2 separate regions of the Gossypium hirsutum genome follow, and region 1 is linked to region 2. A link is a contact called in public Hi-C data. All regions are on one chromosome and are shown on one strand. Each heading gives the region's core, a stretch centred on a gene start, on an enhancer-like site or on the middle of the called end of the contact. The rest is flanking DNA. Distances are from core to core; before and after follow the strand shown. Region 1 has its middle 26 kb from the start of LOC107922051. Region 2 has its middle 36 kb from the start of LOC107921024.

What was found. A called contact is a pair of places that touch in the nucleus more often than the background predicts.
Region 1: a contact with region 2 is called in a Hi-C map of hypocotyl, with 1.9 times the contacts expected there. The contact joins two enhancer-like sites. A contact is called at or near these places in 3 of 34 Hi-C or Micro-C datasets (fibers, hypocotyl and leaf).

What each region holds. Positions count from the first base shown.
Region 1 is chrD11:40,173,420-40,176,294 of Gossypium_hirsutum_v2.1, forward strand. No RefSeq gene overlaps it. Among protein-coding and RNA genes, the nearest start is that of LOC107922051, 26 kb to the right of the region's middle. Within about 2 kb of position 1,617, at least 3 of the 9 cell types and tissues checked have an H3K27ac peak or open chromatin away from gene starts, as enhancers often do. A contact at or near this core is called in hypocotyl and leaf, where this site is marked.
Region 2 is chrD11:40,139,409-40,142,108 of Gossypium_hirsutum_v2.1, forward strand. No RefSeq gene overlaps it. Among protein-coding and RNA genes, the nearest start is that of LOC107921024, 36 kb to the left of the region's middle. Within about 2 kb of position 1,428, at least 2 of the 9 cell types and tissues checked have an H3K27ac peak or open chromatin away from gene starts, as enhancers often do. A contact at or near this core is called in hypocotyl and leaf, where this site is marked.

The sequences.
Region 1 (2,875 bases), core at 367-2,866, 34 kb after region 2:
AAATTATAATCCAAACACATTATAAAAATAATAATATTTACATACAACATATTTACACACAAGATAATTTGAGGTAAGAGTGAGAAGGAAAAATTGAATTGGATGAAATTTAATTAAGTAATAGTGTGGTTGAGTCCTAATTGTATGGCTACGAATATACTCATTCTAATGAAATCTAACCGAGCAAAAAATATCAATACGAATGAAATTCAATCCATCAATCAAGAAGATATTGGTCTGAATTAGACCAAATGAGTGAAGAATCAATGAAAGAAATTTAATTTTACACAAAAAAACCACTTGAGGAATAAACCCAAGACTTTGATCAAAATAAATTATTTAAGTGGTTAAAATATGTTGTTAGTAAATGTACTTGTATAAAATTTGAAATTTAAAAGTTAAGAATTTAATCCTCTTACTTTTTTCACTTTAAAAGTTTTAGTCCAATCATTATCATTATTGGTAGTTTTTGTCAAAATTTGTTAACTCGTCACTTTTATTTTGTAATCATATGCCATGTCATACATGAATATCTTCACCAAAATTCAAAATTGACAAATTTTTACATAAAATACATACAATTTTAATTACTGTATTGAGATCTTTAAATAAAAAAGTAAAATGACTTAATTTTAATTTTTTAAGTACATGAACTAAATTTTAATTGGATCAAAGTATAGAGACTAACAACATAGCTTAACCTATTAATTTTATTCCTTATATTCCAATAAAAAAGACCACATGATATTACCATAATGTCCGTCTAAGTTTTTCTTTATATATAAGGGCATATTCGTGCTTTAAGAGTACAATAAATTTATTGTTAAATAATAGATAAACCGATGACAATAATAACGGTGTATATTATTTGGTATTTAAGTTTGACGTTTTTTTAATATTATATTTATTTTATTTTTTGTTTAATTTAATATATGCATTTGACCAAAAATTATATATTTTAGTACACAAAAGTAACCATGTTAACTTTATAGAGTTTAATTCGGGTTTCAAAATTGATTTGATGAAAATTAATTGAATATTAAATTTGAATTCTTTATTATTTTTAATAGAATAACTTTAGTGTTAATTGTGAGTTCTTTTAATTTTTACATTTAACTTCTCAAATACAATTTGATAAATATGATTTAATTTAGATTTTACAATTAATTTGATGAAAATTAATTGTTGATATTACTAAATTAATATAATTCTAAAACTTAAATTAAATATTAAAAAGTAATATTGTTATTTTTAAATATCAAAATATGTATTTTTTATTAAATACAAATATTACATTGAATAAAAAACAATACAAATATTATATTAAAATAATTTGGAACTCAAATAGTAAAATATGCATTGAGCTTTCCTAAATGTTATTAAATGAAATGAGAATCAAGGACGGTGATAGATAAAATGTGAGCTCCTTCGTACAATACTGCCAAGTACAACCATAAGTATTGATGAAAAGAAAATTCCAAAGCTACTAGGAAGGAAGGCGCGTGAGAAGGAAGCGCCAATTATTTGGGGAATTGGTGTAGAGTCAAAGTGGACCCATTGACAGATGGGTAAACAGGAATGAGACGGTAGCGTCTTTTGAAAATTTGAGTTGTCGTTTGTGCCAACACGCATGCGCTTCGAGACAAGGTTGGTCGGGGAATGTGGTAAACGCGCCGACTAGAGAGTTATAGATACCGTAACAAAATATTAAATTATTAACAGTTCATGATGGCAGCCTTTGTTTTTCCATTACAATAACACGAGCGCCAATAACAGTGCATGCCACTGTGATCTCATGGTTAGTGTAGTGTAGTGCAGTGCTACTGCCGTATTACCTATTACAGGCCAGTTTTTCATTATTTAAAAAAATTACTTTTGATTCTAAAAGTGTTTTTGAAGGAAAAGTTATAAAAAATAAATTATTTTTAGTTGAAATTTTTAGCTTTTTAGAAGTACTTTTTAAAAGCACTTCTGAAAAGGAGCTGAAAAGGAGAAGCTAAAAATTTTAGTTTTTCCTCTCCTAAAAGTATTTTTAGTGCTTAATTATTTTTTCACCTCTCCAATAACATAGTATTTTTCTTTTTTTTCTTGGTGCTTAATTACATTTGTGTTAAAATTATTAATTAAAAATAAAAAATATTTTTTAAAATATTAATTACAAATATTTAATGGTTATATTTAAATATTTAAAATATAGTTTATATATTCTAATTAAATTTTATAAATAATTAATATTTATTAATTAAAAATATTTACAATTTATATTTTATATATTAAAATATTAACAACAAGTTATAATAATTTTTTTATATTATTACTAAAATATAATAATATTAACTAATTTAAATATTATTTAAATATATATTTATTACTTGATAATAATATGTCTAAAATGAACATTTTATTTCTCAAAAGTACTTTTTGACAGCAATGCTAAACACTCAAATTTTAAACTAAACTTTTCAAAAGCACTTCTCAAAATCACTTTTTCACAACACTTTTCAAAAACAATGAAGAATTGGCCCTACATTTATTTTTTGGCATATGAATTTTTTAGCCCTCCGACTTTGGCTCTTTTTATTCTTTTTAGTTCTTAAATTTATATTATTTATCACATAACCTCAAAATAGTTAAAAAAAATTAACGTTTGCTACAAGTCATGTGTATGCCAAGGTAATGATTAATTATTTTTAATATTAAAAATATTTTTTTATATTTTTAATAATTCTAATTTTTTAAACATTTTTATAATTTTTTTATAATTTTTAAATTTTAACAAATTAATTAATTGTTAAAGTGCTATCGTGGCAATCCACGTGTATGTCATGCCAGCAAAGTTAGCAAATATTAACATTTTCATCCATTTTGAAGTAGT
Region 2 (2,700 bases), core at 178-2,677:
CCCTTTGAAACCCTAGGCTAAGGAGTTTAAAGTCCTCACCCTAGAGGAGTCTAAGGAATTTGTATCCCATGCCCTCGTCTATCTCTCACACACTTCCTAGACCCATTTCCTTCAAATGCCCAAAGAACCACCAATCCTTCTACTAAAGAGTTTAAGGAGTTCGCAAGACACATTAGGGTCTTCCCTTATCCCTTTTGGTGTATAATACATTAGCCTTTAAAGTCACCACAGCTTCTCTTCCAACTTACTCTAAAGTTTCTTCCCTTAAAAGAGTTAGAGGAGTCAAAGAAGTTTGTAAGCCACCCATAAGTCCTCTTCACCATCATCTCAAGGTTTTTAGGCTGCGCTACGCTCCTAGGTGACCTCCCACTCTTTCTTTTTCACCTCTAACTTTGTTTGCCAACTCGTTTCATTGGGACCTTGGTGCTATTCGCTTTTGAATACGAACACTTTCTTTATTGTAGTCTTCTAACTTTTTCTGTTCGCAACACATAACAGAAATAACTCTTTATTAATAACAAAAGGATACAACTTTAATAACAAACAAACATAATTGATGACTTTCAAGTTATAATTTTTTTATCATTTGTAACATTTCACTTGTAACTATTTAAACATTATAAACAGGTTGAAATATGCTCAAAGTATTTGTACTTTTCATACATTTGGAATTTAGTCCTTCTACTTTTATTTTCAGAAATTTATTCCCTTTACTCTTTAGATTTAAAAATGCAAGTTCAATTGTTAACATTGTTAAAATTCGTCTATTGAATTCATGTCTATTACAACATCATTTTATTGGTCATATGACCACCAAGTGAGTAATTTTTTTTTATTTCAAAATATTGCCCCAACAAATTTAAAAAAAATGTTTACGATGTTAACAATTTGAACTAAACTTTTAAATTTGGAAAGTGAAGAAACTAGATTCCTAAAAATTAAAATAAAGTGATTAAATTCAAAAAATGTGAAGAATGAAAAACTTAAAAAAGCATGTTTTAATCTTATAAATATTCCAACATAAATTACGCCTAAATTCTTCATAAACTTAAAAACATAATAGATTGGATTGGTTCTTGATTAACATAATGATGTTGAAGTTTACGGGGGAAATAGAAATAATTAACAAAAAAAAACTAATCGAATAATTAGTTTATTATAACACTTTCAACTAAGATCAAATTATTACAATTGGAGTCATTTGAATTACAACAACAGAAATAAAATATTTACATTTAAATTTTCAATAAAATTCTATTCCATCTATATCGCTCATAACCCATTACGACTTGAAAATTAAGATTAAACTAATAACGCCTTAGAATCACAAGTGGTAGCCAACGAGAAAAGGATTCATTTCCCCCCTGCCTTTGTGTTGATAGCAAAATAATTAGAGGGGTAGGACCCTCTAGTTTCAGTAGTCATCTCTTTCTCTTTCCCTCGTGTGGCATTGATTCATTTTCTTTTCTTTCATATCTCCCTTCCTTTTGTACTTTACATTTATTTTTTAAACAAGAAAGGACAAAAAAGAGTTGAGAGACCCACTCGCTGCCTTTTTCCTAAAATTATTATTTTAAAAGGTACAGGATTCATTTCAAGGTTGATTTAACTAACAGCTAGTTTTCCATTTACTTTTCCATCAAAAGTATGGTGAAAAAATATTTTTGAAAATTTTACTTTAAAATTTAAATATAATATACTTTTTAAAATTAAAATTTTTATTTTAAACATAATATCCTGAATTAAAAATATACATTTGAATAATATTCAAATCCGTTAATTAAAAAATAATTTATGGTAACTCATTTTAAATATTTTTATATGAAATATAAATTTTAAATATTGTTAAACAATTAATATTAATTATTTGTAAAATTTAATTTGAATATGTAAATTATATTTTAAATCATTACAAATTTAAATATATAATATTATATATTTAAAATAAATTTCAATAACGAAATAATTGTGTACCCAATATAAATATTACATAAAAATATGTTAAATTATAAAGAAATTTAAAAATGTGTGTTTTTCCAAAGACAAAATAAAATAAAAAAACTTTTGCCTTTAGGTTCAAAAATTGTTTGATTAATATATATATATATATATATATGACTTCAAATGTATTTTTATCTAAAAAGCATTTTTAGAAAATAACGATAAAAAATCATTAAAAGCAATGAAAAAACTTAATAATCCGAATAAATCTTTTGTCACTTCATCTGATTCTCAATTTTCGATAATGAAATAAACATGAATAGCACCCATTATTTTAAAAAAAAAAAAGCCGAAGAAAATCGTCCATTCTTTTAACCCTATTTAAACTTAACTCCAACGTTAATTAATCATTAAGACATTAGAAAAATAATAAATTATATCTATCCCTAAAAGGATAAAAATGAGAAGAAGAAATCAAGTTTAGATTTTCTCTTTATAATCATTCCTTAATTTTTTCCTGTTCCCCTAAAACAGTGGGCCCACTCAGCCATTCAAGCTAGGGCCTCTAATTATTGTGTGCATATGTTACCACACGTGTGGGGTCCTTTTTTTCTTTCTCTTATTAAGTTATTATTATGCATTATTTAAAGAATTGGGTAAATTGTAAAAATAGTCACTTTTGTTTGCCTTAAATTATATTTTAGTCATTTATATTTGAAATGTTACATTTTAGTCACTTACGTTATCGTTTTGTTTCAA